Regions from separate parts of the Mus musculus genome. Here all the other regions are linked to region 3. A link is a contact called in public HiChIP or PLAC-seq and promoter capture Hi-C data. All regions are on one chromosome and are shown on one strand. The core of a region is the stretch at or near the end of the contact, and the rest is flanking DNA. Distances in the headings are between cores, read along the strand shown. Region 1 holds the start of Gpkow (G patch domain and KOW motifs). Region 2 holds the start of Plp2 (proteolipid protein 2). Region 3 holds the start of Tfe3 (transcription factor E3). Region 4 holds the start of Otud5 (OTU domain containing 5). Region 5 holds the start of Pim2 (proviral integration site 2). Region 6 overlaps Otud5 (OTU domain containing 5).

Region 1 (3,110 bases), core at 257-2,756, 66 kb after region 3:
TTCACAGCCTGGGACAACACACCGTCTGACATCAACACGGTGCTAGTTTCTGAGGATGGCTTAGGGTTCTTGGACAGAGGTTGCCTGCGAGAGCCATTCTGGATCAACGGGATAACCAGCTCCTTGGGGGCTTCTGGAGGGTTCACACTTATGTCGGGAGAGAAAAAAGGTTGGGAAAGTAGACATGTCACAAAGCAGAAATATCAGGCCGGCAGTGGTGACGCATGACTTTAATTCCAGCAGCACTCAGGAGGCAGAAGCAGGAGGATCTCTGAGTTCAAGGCCTGCCCGATCTACAGGGTGAGTTCCAGGACAGCCAGGATGCAGAGGAACCCTGTCTTGACGCCCCCTCCAAAGAAAGAAAGTATAAATATCAAGATAGAAAGGAGGTTAGGAAACAAAGAAAATCAATTTCAATGGCCAGAAAGAAAGAAAGAAAGATCAATGCCCAGTCCTATGGACCATGTTCACAGGTTACTATTCACAGGTCCACTCGTTTTTTTTTTTTTTTTTTTTTTTTTGAGACATCTCACGATTTAGCTCAGGCTGGTCTTATAAACTCTCAGTCAGCCTGGTGCAATCCCCTAGTGCTGGAATTACAACCATGGATCTCTTTAAGTATGTCTTGTGGGAATCAGCCTTAGGCCTTCAACCACAATGGCCTAAAAATCACCATCTTTAGTCCAGATTCTTCCCGGTTCCGGGCCGGCAAGCTGCCTTTTACAAGTCCCCCACTTAGGCCTTTCGGACCTTTGTTTCTTACTTAATTATACTGCTGATGGCCTCCCCAGACTTGAATTTGCCTAGTTCTCCAAATCGGAGAAGCTCCCACAATTTCAGCTGAGACAGGAAGAATCCTGTCATTTTTCCCTCCTTTCCCTTTCTCAAAAGGCACACATACTCAAGTCCCAACGACATTTTTTCTGAGGAATCTATACCTCTGGTTCTCAGGCCCCATTTCACCCACCTAACAAACCTCCCTCTTCTTGCCCTTACATTCTTATGTTCTTCCTGTTTGTTTTTTAGTTGCCCAGGCTAGCGTTCAATTCCTGATCCTCCTGCGCCAGCCTCCCAGGTCCTGACTTATAGGCGTTTGCCGCCACTCCTGGTTACCTCCATAAATTTCCCGAGGCAGTGTTTCAGGCTTTCCAGGCCACTGTCACCAGGACAAACAACTCTTACTCTGCCCTCCTGCTTAAGCCCATTTCACAGATTTCCAAAACGCGAAAGACCCGGCGTTTCACCTCTGCAGCTTCCTCCCTTCCACGGTCGCCAAGAAATCTTTCTCCTCTGGGGCCTGTCTTTCGCTATCTCCGAGGTCTGCCAGTCGCCTCCGGACAGACGTGCGAGTGAACCCGAAAGAAATTGGAGCCATTGACGGGGCAGACGGCGGCGGACTCTCACGGCCCGCCATCTTCGCTCGAGTCACAGGCGAGCGCTCCGCTTGCTGGGAAGTTTAGCTCGAGCCGTGAGGGGCTGGCCGGGAAACGTAAGAATCAATCCCAGCATGCAACGCCTCAAAGACAAGTGCCTTGTAGCCGTGGGAAACAGGAATCAGGGCGCAGAAACTCTTTGAAACGTCATAGGAACGTGCCATACGGCATCCTGGGAAATGTAGTTCTCAGTGGTATAGCCGCTGTGGAAGATTGATTAGGTTATTCCTCGGTATTCAACCGCTATGAATTCAGTTCTAGAGTATCCTATACCCTTTCCCGACATCCTCAGGCACCATGCACGCATGTGATGCACGAACATAAATTCAGGCAAAATGTTTATATACACAAAACAAAATAAATAAAACTCATAATGTGCTTCCACAATGTGAACCTTACTGATAGAGGCTGGAGGCTTCCAGGGCTAGGTCTACTTTAGCAGATGAAAGCAGTAAACCATGGAGACAACAATTACATCAGGCAAATAAAAGTTACATTTACTGCCGGGCAGTGGTGGCGCACACCTTTAATCCCAGCACTTGGGAGGCAGAGGCAGGCGTTCAGGACAGCCAGGGGTACACAGAGAGACCTTGTCTCGAACCCCCCCCCCCAAAAAAAAAAGTTTCATTTACACAAGATGACTTAATGGGTAATAGTGTCTGCTACAAAAGCTGAAGACCTGAGTTCTTGAAGATCCTACATAGTAAAAAGATAGAGTTAGCCACTAGTTGCCTCTGACGGCACCACAAGTGCCATGCTATGCATGAACACATATACATGTAAACATGAACAAATGAATAAAATATGAAAACAAATTTTATCTAATTATATGTAAAGTGAATAACTGTGCAGTGGCTGGTTTTGTGTGTCAACTTGAGACAAGCTGGAGTAGTCAGAGAGGAAGGAGTCTCAGTTGAGGAAATGCTTTTTTTTAAAAAAAGATTTATTTATCTATTATTATCTGTAGCTGTTTTCAGACACTCCAGAAGAGGGAGTCAGATTTCATTATAGATGGTTGTGAGCCACCATGTGGTTCCTGGGATTTGAACTCAGGACCCATTTGGAAGAGTAGTCAATGCTTTTAACCACTGAACCATCTTGCCAGCCCCGAGGAAATGCTTCTATAAAATCCAGCTATAGGGCATTTTCTCAATTAGTGATTAATAGAGGAGGGCCTAGCCCATTTGGGTGGTGTTATCCCTGGGCTGGTGGTCCTGGGTGCTGTAACAAAGCAGGTTGAGCATGCCACAGGGAGCAAGCCAGTAAGCAGTACCCATCCAGGTTCCTGCCGTGTTTGAGTTCTTGTCCTTCAATGATGAACAGTGATGTGAAAGTGTAAGCCAAATAAAACCTTTTCCTCCCCAACTTGCTTTTTGGTTATGGTGTTTCATTGAAGCAATAAAACCTTGACTAATATACGTAGAGAATGCAATAGAAAAATATCCATAGTGCTGGAGAGATGGCTCAGCAGTTAAAAGCACTGACTGCTCTTCTGAAGGTCCTGAGTTCAAATCCCAGCAACCACATGGTGGCTCACAACCATCTGTAATGAGATCTGATGACCTCTTCTGGTGTGTCTGAAGACAGTACTTACATATAATAAATAAATAATTAAATAAATCCATAAAGCTATAGGAAAAAGATTTTTTCAGACCACAAACTCTCAGTGTGGCTAAG
Region 2 (2,934 bases), core at 123-2,622, 91 kb after region 3:
GAACCCCTTTCTTCATTTGGAAGGGACCTATGTTTGGGGCGGGGCAGGCAGGACCTTAGGGTGAATTCTAGCCTTTCAGTGATTGCGTTATACTTGAGTATAAACCAATGTCCAGAACACATTGGGGTGGGGGGAGTGTCCTGATTTCAGGTAACCAGGCACATGTCTCAGAGTTAGACACGACGAAGGCCAGAAGGAATTAATTAATTGCTTAGGAACACACCTCAAAAAGTCAACGTTTGTACCCCAAATTATACTCAAAGACCATCCCCTTACCTTGCCCAACTCTCAGCAAAAATGTGTGCTTTCTCTAGTCTTTCCCTAAAGCTTGTTTGGCCTCTCTTCTCAGAACCATAAAACAGAGGTCCAGTACCGAGGCCGAGAAGAAGTCTTGCCTGGAATTGGCCAGCACGGGTTACTGGGGGGGCTAGGCTCGAAGCAGACTGATGATATAGTCACTAGTATCCACCAGGTCGATCACCAGGTTCCGTTCCCAGTCTCTGCAGCACTGTCACCACCACTGCCCAAACTCTGGGAACTGACTGCATCCTCCTCATCCCAGTTTGGTACCAGTTGACTACAGAACCTGACCTGACCCAATCAGAAACACCTTTCAATTTTTATTCATCTCACTTATTGTGAACAATTACACCAGATCCAGGGGGAATTAAGTCTTACTACCTCAGACCCTGCCTGTTAGGTGGTTCTCAACCTCCCTAAAACTGCGACCCTTTAATACAGTTCCTCATGCTGTAGGACTCCTGACCACGACATTATTTTTGCTGCCACTTCATAAGTGCATTTTTGTTACTGTTAGGAATTGCAGTGTAAACATCTGTGTTTTCTGATGATCTCAAGGGACCCCTGTGAAAGGATCGTTGGACCCCAAAGGGGTCCTTACTCACAGGTGGAGAACCACTGCTCTATGCAAAGGGAAAACTTTTTAAAATTCAGAGCACTCCGAATTCAGGAAACATACCTGGCCTCGAGAATTTCGAGTTTAAACAGGGCCTCAGCTACCCCTTTTTCAGCTAAGGAAACTATTACTTCTTGACCTTTTGGCTAAGTTCAAAAGTAGAAAATCGAGTCACTCCCTTCCAAAGCCAGATTCCCTCGGTAGCTCTTTTGCATTAAAAAGAAAGAAAGAAAGAAAGAAAGAAGGAAAGAAAGAAAGAAAGAAAGAAAGAAAGAAAGAAAGAAAGAAAGAAAGAAAGAAAAAGTGAAGGGTCTACATATTCTTGCTCCTGGTACCTGGAGTTTCCAGGCACCTTGTAGATAAGGCTGTGTGCGGGACCCGTATCGTCTTCGGCCGCAGGGCAAAGGGGGCTTCCGGGGCGGCCTCCACCTGGCCCGGCCCCCTCCGGCCCCGCCTGCTTTGCTAGGCGCGGTGATTCATTCCCTCCTTTGCCCGGGGGGCCCCCTTCCCGGCCAGACGGCGGGACAGACGGCTGGGTGTGCAGCGACCTCGAACCCGTGAGCCAGAAAGCAGAGCTTCTGCGTCCCAGGGACTCCAGTACACCACCATGGCGGATTCTGAGCGTCTCTCGGCCCCCGGCTGCTGGTTAGCCTGCACCAGCTTCTCGCGCACCAAAAAGGGAATTCTCCTGTTTGCTGAGATTGTGAGTGTTCCCCGGCCGGAGGTTGGGTAGAGGCTGAGTGTGCAGGCTGGACCACTGGGTACGGGACTGTGGCGGTTGAGGCAGGCACGTGGTCCAGCTGCTTGCCAGTGGGATGCAGGTGGGTGAGTTTGTGGAGGAGGGTCGAAGCCAGCCAAGATGCAGGGCGTTCGGTGGGGCATGGGCGAAGGGGTGGAGAGCTGGTGGTTCACTGGTGAGGTGAGTTATCTATAACTAATGTTGGGGGCTGGGGATGTGTGGGTGCGTGTGTGGGTGTAGGTTCATAGTGGTCGGAGAGAAGGGGTCCTGGGGAGTGGGAGCCTCTCGTGGCAGGGCGTGGCCGGCCTGGGCACTAGCTGGCGGGCTGGCAGTGCGCCTAAAGGCGGGGCCTGTTGGGGTGGGGTAGAGCTAGTCCCCTCTAGGGTAGGGCGTTCCACACTTCGCCAGTTCTTCCTTGCCCATTTGGGACTGGATGGGAGGTCCTTTGCTCTTTGGATGGTTATAGGGAACCTTGGTTTTTCCATCCCCCTCCAAGTGGGCACCGCCTTTGGGTCACTCATAAAAGAGGTGCGGTTCCTTTAACGGAGCCCTGCCCTTCTAGTGTCAGTCTCCCCCCCCCCCCTTCCCAAAGGGGTTGCCTGGGGAACCGAACGTCCCTCCCCCTCAAGGCATGGACGCTGGCGCCACAAGCGCTCACAAAACACCTGGCAGAGCCACTCCCCTCAGGGAAAGGAGAACTGAAGCACATAATTCGGCATTTTTCTTACTGGTTGACCCTGGGCAAGCCACTTAACCTCTCTGTGACTCACTTTCCTCCTGTGTAAAATAAATGTATCTAGCTCATTAGATTCTCGTGATGATTAAGTGGAATACGACGTGTAAAGCCCTTAGACAATGCTTGGAAGAACACTGAGCATGCGAGAGGTGTTTCGTAATTATCAGATGTCATTTTCTCACTCCTGGTAGTTATTTGAGAAAAATGTTTTTTTTTTTTCTCTTTCTTCCCCATCCTCCCCTACCGTCTCTGGAGCGTGGGTGCAACCTAGGGCCTTGCATATGTTATGCAAATGCTCAGCCACTGAGCTACATCTTGGAAAGTAGATTTCCTCCCCTCCCCCATGGATATTTAGGTTTGAGAGCCCTCTTTTCTAATTTTTTTTTGTTTGTTTTTTTGTTTTTCAAAACAGGGTTTCTCTGTATAGATAGCCTTGGCTGCCCTGGAACTCACTCTGTAGACCAGGCTGGCCTCGAACTCAGAAATCCGCCTGCCTCTGCCTCCTGAGTGCTGGGATTAAAGGCGTGCGCCACCAAGCCCGGC
Region 3 (3,042 bases), core at 153-2,652:
GAGAGGAGCCGAAAAGGAGAGACTGAGGACCCACCCAGACGGGAATGGTGCAATCGGTACTCACTCCAGCTCTAGAGACTGATTCAAGATTACACCCGGGAACTGAGAGACCGGCTGGGAGGGCGAAATAAAAGGAAGAGGGGGTGTGTGGGTAGGGAGTGGGCAGGGCCGGCTTGGCTGCAAGGCTAGGGCGAGTGGCAACAGAAACAAGACCCTCCTCTGGGCTTCCATATAAGGCTCTAGGCCTCCCCCCAACCCCCCACGCCTAAAAAGTGAACTGTATCTTTCCAGTGTGCCCTGCCGCATCACATTTTATCACCCATTGGATAAGACAAGAGGGGTTTCCACTATCTCGGCCTTTCTGTACAGACGCCAGCTGAGCGGGGTAGCAACAGTGAACCGATTGGGCCCAGCAAGTTGCTTCGCTCAATTATTCACACACACTCCCGGCAGATCGGAGACCTCCCCCTAACTCCTTTAGACTCGTGCTATTCCCAAAAACACAGCACCGGCTACTGGGAATCACTAGGTGCCCCAAATAACACCTCTGCCTCCCTGAATTTTCCCCCCACACACACTAAAAGGGGGAGGGGGGAAACCCCAGGATTTCCTTAAAATCAGTGCCTCACCTGACAGTATGTATGCCCTCACATTCATCCCTCCGCGACCGAGTCAACAATCCCCAATTCAGCTTTTAATCAGTTTCCAAGTTCAACTACAGCAAACCAGTTTCTGTATACTCCACGATCTGCCCCGCTAGACCCAGCAAAGACACCCCCCCAAATATGACTCTGCCCTCCTCACGCACTCCCACTACTCCTGTAAGCGTCTATCCAAGCAGATCAGTACCAGATTTCTGAGGCGCCCACCCAAGATGGGCACTCCGACGTCCTTCAAGCCTAGGCCAAGAGTCTCCAACCCCAGTCGAGGACCCCCCGTGTCCTGAGATGAGTCCCCGGGGAACCTCAGTTGTCACTCCCGGCCCCAGAGGTGGCCCCGCACCTGAGCAGCTGGGCCGACTCAGCTGGCCTGCGCTCTTCCAATAGCAGGAACACGGCTCGAGGGCCCTCCGCGCTGGCCTCTACGGCGTCCCGAGCTGGCTCGGCTGCATGAGACATGACGCCCGGCTCCGGGCGAGCCCTGCCAGGCCGGTCGGGCCTTGGCCCGGTCCCCCTAACAAAATAAGAGTCCCCCTCCCCCTGTTTGCCGCTGCCTCCTCCGTTAAGCCATGGAGCTAGCACTGCGTGGGCGGGCGGCGTCGGGAAGATGGGATGGGCCGTGAGTCATCACCCGCCCTGAACGGACCGACACCCCCCAACCTAACCCCGAACGACCGCTCGCCTCCCTCTCGTCCTCTTCCCCCTCCTCCTTGGGCTGGGGAAACTCCACAGGAAGTGACCACACTGGGGATGGAAGTCTGGTTGGGCCATACCTCCTGAGCAAGGCAGCCAGTTGCAGCCGGGAGATTGGAGAGCCCGCCCTAAGCCACGACTTCGAGCGGTAGGGAACACCGGCTTCGGCCCGCCCTTCGGAAAAGGGCCTTTAGGCCACGCCCCGGGAGGCGGAAGCAAATAGGAGAGGAGTGATTTGGTTGAGCCACGCCTTCATTTTTACGTAGCTTCCTGAGCCACACCCCCTCCCTCAAATTATCCACACCATCCTCATGCCCCCCAGCCCCAATCCCCATCCCCAGCAAGATATTAAGCTGAGTCTTGGGTTTTCTGCACCTGCGTGGAAAGTCTCCATGCCAAGGTTTTTTTTTTTTTTTTTTTTTTTTTTTAGCGGAACCATGCCGGCTCTTAGCCCTGGATCTTCCCAGCCCGCACCCCAACTTCTTGGTACCCATGTCTTCTCAAGCCACTTTGAGTGAGGCACCGACATTCCTTAAAGGTGGTGCTGAAACCCTGCCCTTTTGGTACCCACAGTCCAGCCACGGAGCTGGTCTTCCAGAAAGAGCTCAGCCTTTTTTGTTGTTATCTAAAGTATTTGTTGTACTATGATCGTTGTACTACGCAATAGACGGTCAATGAAGCTTTTGACAGATGGATGAATGAGTGGACGGATGGTAATTAGATCTGGTTTCCAGAGAATGACTTCTATAATCAAAATGAACTATTTGAATAATGCAGAAGACCTGCTCCACTCTGCGCCTCCACGTTCCTGCCCTGGCAAATGGGGCCATAAACTGTGTTGGCAAAGTTATGAGGATAAGAGATATATAAATAAGGAAAAAGGCAGGCAAGCTGTTTTGCATACAAGAAATTTCCCAACCTTAATCGATTTGCTCACTTGTTTGCTTGATCAATCATTTAGGAGGAGCCTGTGTGCGGCAGATAAATGCAGGGTGACGCAGACACAGAAGTTCCACTGACACCAACAGGTACACGTAGTTCATAAAACACCAGAGCCCACCACTTCTCCCATCCTACTTCCCAGCATCCTGAGACCATCAGTTGGAGCAGGAGAAAATTTATGACAGCGGGTGTGGGAGTATGGTGGGACAACTCTGTCATCACAGGAGGAGGGACATGAACAGCAGAGAATTTGTTGGTCCAGATCATCCTTAGCTACACAGTGAGTTGCAGAATGGTCTGAGATACGAGTACTCCTGGAAGAAAAAGCAAGGATGCAGGCTGATGAGATGGCTCAGCGGGTAAGAGCACCCGACTGCTCTTCCGAAGGTCCTGAGTTCAAATCCCAGCAACCACATGGTGGCTTACAACCATCCGTAGTGAGATCTGACTCCCTCTTCTGGGGTGTCTGAAGACAGCTATGGTGTACTTACATAGAATAAATAAATAAATAAATAAATAAATAAATAAATAAATAAATAAATAAAAGCAAGGATGCTCACTGGGCTTGCACTAGAGCTAATCTCACTCCCTTGGCTTTGTAAATATGCACATTTCTGCACAGACATGACCACCTCACAATGGGGACCCTTTACAGAAGAAAGGTTATAGTTTTAAGTTACTTTTGAAGGCTTCAAGACAGGAGCTACTTTTGTAGTTCCCGCTGGCCTGGAACTCACTACAGAAAACC
Region 4 (2,700 bases), core at 33-2,532, 79 kb before region 3:
AGACTATTTCTCTGAGGACACCACCTTAATTCGAGTTCTTTGCGGGAGGGAATCTCACACTTGTCCTAAAGGAAAAAGTTACTGAACCAAAGTCCCTTAGAGAGGCCTGAGAGCTTCCTCTAAGGAAGGGCTCCATCGTATCTGCGACTCCTGGGGAATTCCCAATGCCAGTCACTTAGAGAAGATCTCAGGACTGCAAAAGAGTACTTTAACTTACTTAACTTAGAGCCCCTATCAAGTCCTCGGGGGAAGCCATGCCTCCACCACCAGGAAAGAATGTCAAGCCCAGCATCAAGACCTGGGTTTCTTGGACCAATCTCAAACATTTTCTTGCGCTCCTTCTCAGCCTGGTAGACTCACTCGCTGTTTCTGCCCAACAGCCCCTCACCTTCCAGCCCTTACCTGTTCTACAGTGGCGGGATCCATGGCCTCGATTCGCGCTGCGGCAGCTTCATACTCGTCTTCACTGTTGTAGCCCGCTCCGACCTCTTCACGTTCCGGACTGGCCCCGCCAACTGCGCCAACGCCGGGAGCTTGACGCCGCCGCTTGCTGTGCCCGGGCCCCGAGCAGCAGCCGCCCACGCCCACGGTACCACCCACGCCCACCACCACCCCTGCCGCGCCCACCCCCGCAGTTGTCGCACCAAGAGCGTCACCAGGACCGCCGCCGGGGCCACCGGGGCCCCCACAAGGAGGTGGAGAAGCCTGCTGTGGCCGAGGGCCCGCGACTGCGCCAGGCGGCACGGCCAGTGCCCAACGATGAAGAGCACCAGGCGGCCCCGGGAGCGGGCCCTGAGGTGGCGGCGAAGCCCGGGGACGGGCCCCCACGACGCCGGAGTCACGGTCGCGCTCTCCTCCGCCCACACCCGTGCCGCCGCCACCCACGCCTACACCCGCACCGCGCCGAGGCGCCGGGGGCAGCGGCCCGGGCGGCGGCGGTTCGTTGGCCGGGTCGGCGTCGGGAGGTGGCGGCTTCTTTTTGGGGAGAATAGTCATGGCGGCACCGCCAAGTACCCCACAGCAAAGCAAACGCGGAGAACGCCGGGAGAGAACCCGGATGAGGGGGCTACGGTCGTGCGCGAGGCACGACGGGAACAGCAAGGCCTGGATAAAGAGATCAGGACACCGGTTCGAGGACCGCAGACGGGACGCGGGTCACGCCCAGGAGGAGATCCCGGATGTGAAGTCCAGTGGGACGGTACGGAGACGGATTGGTCGCAGCCTTGTCTCCCTCCAAGGCCGGCCGAGCTCTCTGCTACCTGGTTCCGGGATTCGGCTTCAGAGGAAACACAACCAAAACAAGCACCGCTTCGCCCCGCCCCTCCGCAGGTTCCTCAACTACCGGGTGGGGCTTCCTGGTTGTGCGCATGCACAACAGGACGCAGCCCCGCCCCCTGCACGGAAGTACGTGGGCAAAAGGCTCGCCCGCCGGGACGACTGCAGACACCAGCCAATTGAAGAGGCGCGTAAAGCCTTGACGACACCCACTGGCCAATCCGGGTTGAGCGCTCGTTCTCAAGTCCTCCGCCTCGAATTTCAAAGTCGGCAGCCTTCTTCCCAGCTTCTCCTTTCGGCTCCCAGTCTATGCTTTACTTTCCCCGAGGTTTGAGCTCAGAGGCGTCGGCACTGTGCATAAACAGAGCGGTCTGTCTTACTATATACAGTAAGACTCGGCTCTCCAAGGATTCCATCTGGAACTCAGTTACACTCACTGGAAAACATCAACATTCCCAGAGCACAGCGTCCCCTCTGGCGTCACTTCCTGTTCCTCCCATCCGCCAACCCAAGAGGGTGGGTCCTACTTCACCCTGGCAACAGTCGTAATCTTGCGGTGATTAGTTCCACGAAGCTGTCCATCACTTCAGATGGGCCAACCGATAGACAGACGTGCACCGTACTGATAGTGTTTGGCGGAAAAACACGCCTTCTCTGTCACCTCCGCCCTCTTACCCTCACGTTCACCTCTAGCGTCTGTCTATTGCGCAGGCTCGGTACAGGCTTTTCACCCCCCCTACCACCAAAACAAAACAAAACAAAAGTTTACTCAGGAAAAGAGAATATTTACGAAACAAGACTGTCAGCAGCTAGTGTCACCCAGTGGTGTTGGCAAACTCCTTGATATTGAGCAGCTAAAACGCTAATACTATCTTGGCCCTTAATGTCTGAGTGTTTGGAACAAGTCAGTTCACACCCAATCTAGTCTCTATTTCTACTTCTCTATAGATTAGCGATAACTTTTCTTTCTTTCTTTTTTTTTTTTATTTAGTTTTTTCGAGAAAAGGTTTCTCTGTGTAGCCCTGGCTGTCCTGGAACTCACTCTGTAGACCAGGCTGGCTTCAACTCAGAGAGATCCTCTTGCCTCTGTCTCCTGAGTGCTGGGATTAAACCACCACCCAGCAGCAATAATTTCTATGTGGTAGAAATGAAAGCCAATAAATGGCCGGGTTCTGTGCATTGTACACAGTAAGTGCTATATAAGTTAGAACCTGTGGTAGTGCAGAAAAATCCTGGACGTTGATTCCTTATAAGGAAAACATCAGTTCTAGGCACACGTGGATCATTATGAACTATTGACTTTGTACAAATCATTGTCTCTTTTGAGATTACATAACAAAAGTGCAATATCAAAACTAGTATTATCATGGCTCTGGAGGCTCAGGCAGTAGGAGCAAGAGCTTAAAGCCAGGGGCTTGAGAAACG
Region 5 (3,095 bases), core at 336-2,835, 120 kb before region 3:
AAGAAGGATGAGAAAGGAGAGTTTGAAAGGAGAATCCAGGGCTCTGGGGGAATTGTGGTGAAATCAGAACTATCACATGAAGGCAGGAATCACAGGCTGGTGGGGTTCTCATGGTTTCAGGGCCCAGGGAGTCATATGTCCCCTAGAAAAAAAGCAGTGCGTGCGTTCTGTGATGGAGTCTATGGGTCATGACGTACACCAAAGACACTCACCACGGTGGACCAGCCTAGCACACGGTTCCGGGAGATTACTTTGATGGCCACCTAGAAAAAAGGCTGAGATAAGGGGGCAGCAGGTGATCCCAGACTTCCCAATTCCAGTCTCTCCACCCGGGTATTCCTAGTTCCCATACATATCACATCCATCGGAGCTCAGATGCCCACCCAGCATTTAAGTCCTCAGAAGCAAGTTCACCTAAACATATTTACGCCTGGGCTCTCGTTAAGAAAGCATCAAGACCCCCTGAAATCCAGAACGGGAGTGAGTTGTAGTTTTTTTTTTTCCTTTTGCTTTTTCTCTCGCACTGTCTTTCTACATGCCTCCCCCCTCCCCCCGCCACGATGTTGGTTATTGAACTCAGTGCTTGTGAATGGTGGACAAATAATCTACCACTGACCCATATCCCCAGATTCGAATTCCAAGTCTTTTTGTTTTGTTTTGTTTGTTTTTTTTTTTTTTTTTGACGTCGCATGCCCTCCTCCATCATCCTCATCTCCAGGACAACTCTATCTGGATTGTTGTTCTCACGACTCCACACTTAACACCTACTTTTAAAACATCCCCACCATCTCAGACACACAAGCGCACGCACATCAATTCCATGGATCTTGGGGTCCAGTCCTGATATCTGCCCCCTCCCTAGTAGAAAGCGCCAATCTTCTAGAATTCTTGCCCTGAATCCTGCCCACCCCCATACCCACCTGGACTGCAGACACACGCGCGCACTCACACTCCTAGCAACCCTGCTCCTTATGATTCTACTACACATTTGCAGACGCAGGCTCCCCACTGAAGCAACTGGCATCCCAGTCACTGGTACCCCACCACCACCCTTCGCCAAAACACCTGACCCTCCGAGAACCCCTTGTAGGGGATACCTGACGTCTATCCGTGACGCGGTGTCCCGCGAAGACGGTGCCAAAGCCTCCCTTACCCAGGAGGGGGCCAAGTCGGTATTCGGCCTCGAAAGCTGCCCGATCCTTGCCTCCTACGCAAGCGGAGGCGAGGAAGTCAGGGTGGCGGTGTACTCTGATCCCAGCCATGACTCGCCCCCACACCAGCACCCATCATTCCAGTCCACCCAACCTGCTTGTGACAGAGGAGGCTACGCTCACCTGGAGGCTGCGTGGGGGTCACAGGGGGCGAAGGATGCCCCTGCAGAGGCTTGGTCAACATGGAGGAGGTGCTGCGTATATTGAGCCCGCTGAATCCGCTGAGCCCGCAGGGCGTGGATGCCCGGGGCAGAGCGGCCGGAGAGCCAGGGCTGGGGGGCGCCAGGGTGGAAGGCAGGGAATCTGGCGGCCCGGAAGCGCCTGCAGACGGCGCAGCGTTAAGATTCGTCGCGCGCGCCAGCCCCAACGCTACTGAGCCGGGGCACGCGCCTCCCGGGAGAGTCGCCCTGCGCGACAGACCCGCCCACCTGGCTTTGATCAATCCGGACGCGGCACCTGCTGTACCCCAGCCAATCCGAGCCAGTCCTTATTTGCATGCCACCCTCAACGTTTCAAGTGCCCCTTATGCAAAATACATGCCAGGTTCTTCCGCGGAGGAAGGGCCTGTATGCAAATGTAGGAGGGTGCGCGCGCGTGCGCGCACACACATAGACAGACGGACACACAGACATGCACGCTTCTGGGAATTCCTTTGCGACAACTGCGTTTGTTTTGGTTGTTGGTGTGGTGGGGTGTGTACACACTTTTAAAAAGCGCAGCCTCCTTTCCTAGGATGCAGGTTTGCTGCCGCCATCACCTTTGCTGCCTTGAGTTCAGTAAGGAGACAACGACAAACCAGCTTTTAAAAATCAGAGCCTGGAACTAGACAGGATCCTGTCACGTGTGTTTCACCCAAGATCAGGCAGCCTTTGCTCCAAAACTGTAATCTTATAGGAGAGCTGGTCCACTCTTCAGGGAAGGGTAAAATTCTTTACCGTCATCAAAAGGAAGGGATGCAGAGGAAACAATGGCAGTTTGGCACCTGTAGGGTGCTTTTTTGCTGCCATTATCCTATACAAACCTGGCTAGACTTGGCTCTGTTACTCAGTCTGGGTCTTGAATCTATAATGGCAGGACTTAGTTCTTGTGGGAACTACAACTTCCTTGTAAAAAAGGAGCTGGGAACTGAAAGCGAGGTCAGACTGGGCAACATAGTGAGACTGTCTTAAAAGCAAAAGGTCTTCAGGTAAGGCTGCTGACCTCAGGACTCACATGGTGAAAAGGGAGAAATGACTTCTATAAGTTGCTTTCTGACCTCCAATCGTGTGTGGAACTCACATACCCACACGTACACCAAGAACGGGAGAACCACCATTAAAGATATAGTCAGACACATTCAAGTAGACTTGTCCTAACCTAGGTGTACATGAAAATGTGTTCCGAAAAGAAACATTCAGTGATATGACTTGTACTGTCCTACGGGGGTCACTTAATACCATATGCCCCCACCAGAAATTGACAGATTTGTCACAAGCACACAAGCACCACCAGATATGTACATTCACAGAAATATTTGTGCTGCCCCAGAAATGAGAGACCCAGAGTCTGTCACAAGAATATACAGTTGTTCCACACATACACGCACTGCTCCAAAGCAGGTACGTAGTCATCCTTGGGCTCTAAATCACCACATAGATAAGCAAATCAACAAAAGCCGGACCCAATCACACACTATCAGACACGCAGCTTATCACTGAAAGTATCCAGACAAACTACAGATGTACTGTCACTGAGAGACCCACGCAAACATGCATTTCTTTCTCTCGGATACCAGACACAAACTGTCATAGGCAGAGTCCCACACTCAGTCACCATCTGATACACCTGGAAACAAGCCTCATCGGAAACAGACACATCCACACTCAACCAGAGACACTGGAATTC
Region 6 (3,115 bases), core at 234-2,733, 97 kb before region 3:
AATCTGTCAAACAAGAAAGCATGGTAGCAATATGTCTGTAACCCCAATACACAGAAGGTCAAGATATGACGACTATCACAAGCTCAAGGTACAAGGGCACCTGGTCTAACCTAAAAAGTTCCTAGAGTGAGACCCTATCTCAACCAGAAGTGGGCCTGGATAATACTTCTGGGCTATAACAGAGCCCTAGCTACGCTACTCTCTTCTGAAGTCCATGCAGACACAACTATGTGGCTTCTACTTGGTCCAGAGACCAGCACCATTGCCATGGCCAGAGCTAGACACTTCTGCCTAGTCAAAGTCAAATGGAGGGAAAGGGAGGGAGGGAGGCTCATGTTTCTAGAAGGTTATCAGAGCACAGCAGGGACTGGGTGGGTCACAGGATACCTGCCTCCACCTGGTAGATCACTGATGCTCATAAATCTCTAGGAGGAGGTACTAGGGAGAAATGGGTACAAGCAATTGATACTGATTCAAAAGTGCTCTCTGGATGTCAGAGGCAAAACAAAGGACAGAAAACCACCTGCACTGGACCCTCAACAATGGAAGAATAAATGCTTCTAGGTAGAAGGAAAATCTAGAGAGGTCAAAGAATGGACAAAGAGCCGAGCAGTAGTGGTGCACGCCTTTAATCCCAGCACTTGGGAGGCAGAGGCAGGCGGATTTCTGAGTTTGAGGCCAGCCTGGTCTACAGAGTGAGTTCCAGGACAGCCAGGACTACACAGAGAAACCCTGTCCCGAAAAACCAAAAAAACAAACAAACAAACAAACTACGTGTGCTACTACACAACTGTAATTTTGCATTTACTACTTGTAAATATCGTTTTTCCAATGGTCTTAGGCAAAAATGGTTATATGACCCCAAAGGGGGTTGCAAGCCACAGGTTAAAAACCACGGAGCTAGGGGCTCCTAGGGTCATCCTCTGTGCAAACTCTACCATTGTCACTTCTCCTTCAATCCTTGGCAATGCTGAGCATCAAATCCAGGGTCCCCCAAATGCTAGACAAGAGCTAGTACTGAGCTATACTTTCTGCCCTTCTTTTCAGAGCTTCTATTTCATGGCATAATGATCCAAAAGTCTCAGGAAGGCCTAAAGCGCCCAGCTGGATGTGTAGCACACAGCAAGCAGGGTTAGAGAAACAGCAAAGTGTAATGTATGTGTGCAACTCACTCAATTCCAGCTCTCAGTTACATGTTCCCTCCATTAGTCAATACATGGTAAAAAGTTAATGCTTGCAGGCCTTTGTAGAAAGAGTGAGGTGATGGCCATCTGTCCCTGTATAAGCTAGGCTAGAAACAGGGGGACAGCGGAAAGCCTGGGGACAAAGTCCCCTTGTCCAGCACATGTTGTGTACTCTGCACCAGGGAAACCTCTAGAGGAGGCCTAGAGACCAGGGGCCACGTACTTCAGGGGAGAGCCCATAGGACTTGAGGTTTTACAGAGAAAAGCTGAGGGCAGCCCAGTCAGGGGAAATGTGTAGCCATAGTGCTGATAAGGAAAGGCCTTAAAGCTGCTGTGGTCAGCTCTTCCTGTATGCTTGGGCCCCTTACTGGAAGGCCCTGATGGGGGGGGGGGGGTAACTAAACAGACATACGCATACAAACCTGCTCTTGATGTGGATAACTATTCACACCAGGTGCTCAAGGGCTCCAAGCTGCCTCAGAGAACATCTGAGCCCAGATGTCCAAAAGCAATCTTGCTTCTTCTAACATCCATCCCGAGGTTAATATGGAACCCAGAAACTAATAGATCCTCACCTGTTCATTCTCTGCTTTCCTTTTATCCCTAAGATATTTCCAAACTCAGGTCTTTCTCTAGTAAATTTCCCAGGGAGAACATAACTGAGCCAGATGGCTAGAAGGGTTGGGATTTTTCTCCAAAGCAACAGAAATCATTACCTGAATAGCTTCTGCTTGTGGTCCTTTGTCCCACCCATTCCACAAATATTTCTAGCTCTGAGTCTGGGAAACAACTGAGAAGAGTAGCCAGACTTTACTAGTGCTACTGTTCCATAATGACCAAGTATGCATTAAAGAGATTTACCAAAGTAAATCAAACCATATCAAAACCATCACCACAGGGGAGTCCTTTAACCCACTCTTCAACTAATGAAAGAGGATTAAGAAAGAAGAGACACTTGCTAAGGACCAAACAGCTTATAACAAACATGCGGATCACCGAGAAACCAAGAGCAGACCTAGAAAGAACTGATGGAGCCCAGGGAGCACCCATTTCACCGATGGGGAGACAGCCAGCCTAAGAGCCACATCTTCTGATTCCCAGTTCAAAAATGTCAGGGAACAATTTTCCTTCGAAGATAGCAGAACCACTGGTGTGGGAGGAGAGAACAGGCCACAATCTAGGATCCCTTCATGTCAGTATGGGATTTCAAAACTCCTTGTTTGGTCAAAGATCTAGCTCAGGCTTAACAGACAATATCAAGAAATTACTAATTCTAAGCTGGCACAGTAGCATATGACTTTAACCCCAGCAATTGAGAGGCTAAGGCAGGTGACCTCTGAGAATTTAAGGCCAACCTAGTTTACACAGAAAGTTCCAGAACAGCCAGGACGACCAGAGTCTCAAAAAAAATTTACCAATTCTTAGTTGTACATACCGACTTACATCTATAATTTCAGCTCTTAAGAGGCTGAAAAAGGGGCTGGTGAGATGGCTCAGAGGTTAAGAGCACCGACTGTTCTTCCAAAGGTCCTGAGTTCAAATCCCAGCAACCACATGGTGGCTCACAACCATCCGTAACAAGATCTGACTCCCTCTTCTGGTGTGTCTGAAGACAGCTACTGTGTACTTACATATAATAAAGAAACAAATCTTTAAAAAAAAAAAAAAAAGAGGCTGAAGAAGGATTATTCCAAGTTCCAAGCTAGCCTGGGCTAGAGAACAAGACTCTGTCTCAGGAAAGAAAAAAAATTTTTTAGGTATGACAACAGGACTTTACTTATATGAAAACAAGAGAAAACAATATAGATGTATCTGTTAAAGAAGCACAGAGAAGGCCGGGCAGTGGTGGCGCACGTCTTTAATCCTAGCACTTGGGAGGCAGAGGCAGGCAGATTTCTGAGTTCAAGGCCAGCCTGGTCTACAAAGTGAGT

What was found. HiChIP or PLAC-seq counts read pairs in DNA pulled down with a chosen protein or histone mark. Capture Hi-C pulls out chosen DNA fragments and counts their contacts.
Region 1: a contact with region 3 is called in a promoter capture Hi-C map of adipose tissue. The contact joins the promoter of Gpkow here to the promoter of Tfe3 in region 3. A contact is called at or near these places in 3 of 39 promoter capture datasets (the SN4741 cell line, cranial neural crest and erythroid cells), 2 of 484 Hi-C or Micro-C datasets (the MNK3 cell line and nephron progenitors), 6 of 115 datasets of contacts at active chromatin or transcription factors (effector CD8 T cells, embryonic stem cells, extraembryonic endoderm stem cells and 1 more) and 3 of 9 other capture datasets (adipose tissue, liver and pancreatic islet).
Region 2: a contact with region 3 is called in a promoter capture Hi-C map of pancreatic islet. The contact joins the promoter of Plp2 here to the promoter of Tfe3 in region 3. A contact is called at or near these places in 8 of 39 promoter capture datasets (the 3T3-L1 cell line, 3T3-L1-derived adipocytes, cranial neural crest and 4 more), 5 of 484 Hi-C or Micro-C datasets (the N1E-115 cell line, Sertoli cells, embryonic stem cells and 1 more), 4 of 115 datasets of contacts at active chromatin or transcription factors (effector CD8 T cells, embryonic stem cells and memory CD8 T cells) and 3 of 9 other capture datasets (adipose tissue, liver and pancreatic islet).
Region 4: a contact with region 3 is called in a promoter capture Hi-C map of adipose tissue. The contact joins the promoter of Otud5 here to the promoter of Tfe3 in region 3. A contact is called at or near these places in 8 of 39 promoter capture datasets (the HPC-7 cell line, HPC-7-derived erythroid cells, embryonic stem cells and 3 more), 11 of 484 Hi-C or Micro-C datasets (the G1E-ER4 cell line, cardiomyocytes, embryonic fibroblasts and 7 more), 9 of 115 datasets of contacts at active chromatin or transcription factors (effector CD8 T cells, embryonic stem cells, epiblast stem cells and 4 more) and 3 of 9 other capture datasets (adipose tissue, liver and pancreatic islet).
Region 5: a contact with region 3 is called in a promoter capture Hi-C map of adipose tissue. The contact joins the promoter of Pim2 here to the promoter of Tfe3 in region 3. A contact is called at or near these places in 4 of 39 promoter capture datasets (the C10 cell line, embryonic stem cells, hematopoietic stem and progenitor cells and 1 more), 8 of 484 Hi-C or Micro-C datasets (the G1E-ER4 cell line, Sertoli cells, cerebral cortex and 2 more), 9 of 115 datasets of contacts at active chromatin or transcription factors (the 230-238 cell line, effector CD8 T cells, embryonic stem cells and 4 more) and 5 of 9 other capture datasets (adipose tissue, embryonic stem cells, liver and 2 more).
Region 6: an H3K4me3 HiChIP or PLAC-seq map of the 230-238 cell line shows a contact between it and region 3, with 16 read pairs. The contact joins the enhancer-like site here to the promoter of Tfe3 in region 3. A contact is called at or near these places in 2 of 39 promoter capture datasets (the C10 cell line and macrophages), 8 of 484 Hi-C or Micro-C datasets (the G1E-ER4 cell line, cardiomyocytes, embryonic stem cells and 4 more), 11 of 115 datasets of contacts at active chromatin or transcription factors (the 230-238 cell line, effector CD8 T cells, embryonic stem cells and 5 more) and 4 of 9 other capture datasets (adipose tissue, liver, macrophages and 1 more).

What each region holds. Positions count from the first base shown.
Region 1 is chrX:7,695,530-7,698,639 of GRCm38.p6, reverse strand. It overlaps Gpkow (G patch domain and KOW motifs), which reads right to left and starts at 1,506. Exons shown (of 11, transcript NM_173747.3): 1 at 1,245-1,506; 2 at 1-147. The coding sequence starts at 1,414.
Region 2 is chrX:7,669,828-7,672,761 of GRCm38.p6, reverse strand. It overlaps Plp2 (proteolipid protein 2), which reads left to right and starts at 1,372. Exons shown (of 5, transcript NM_019755.5): 1 at 1,372-1,619. The coding sequence starts at 1,524.
Region 3 is chrX:7,761,021-7,764,062 of GRCm38.p6, reverse strand. It overlaps Tfe3 (transcription factor E3), which reads right to left and starts at 1,402. Exons shown (of 10, transcript NM_172472.3): 1 at 1,003-1,402. The coding sequence starts at 1,118.
Region 4 is chrX:7,840,413-7,843,112 of GRCm38.p6, reverse strand. Otud5 (OTU domain containing 5) reads right to left here and starts at 1,282. Exons shown (of 9, transcript NM_138604.3): 1 at 403-1,282. The coding sequence starts at 996.
Region 5 is chrX:7,876,796-7,879,890 of GRCm38.p6, reverse strand. It overlaps Pim2 (proviral integration site 2), which reads right to left and starts at 1,585. Exons shown (of 6, transcript NM_138606.2): 1 at 1,335-1,585; 2 at 1,098-1,207; 3 at 213-263. The coding sequence starts at 1,572.
Region 6 is chrX:7,857,794-7,860,908 of GRCm38.p6, reverse strand. The region is part of intron 2 of Otud5 (OTU domain containing 5); the gene reads right to left. Among named protein-coding and RNA genes, the nearest start is that of Otud5, 18 kb to the right of the region's middle. Within about 2 kb of position 1,483, at least 23 of the 459 cell types and tissues checked have an H3K27ac peak or open chromatin away from gene starts, as enhancers often do. A contact at or near this core is called in the 230-238 cell line, the G1E-ER4 cell line and pancreatic islet, where this site is marked.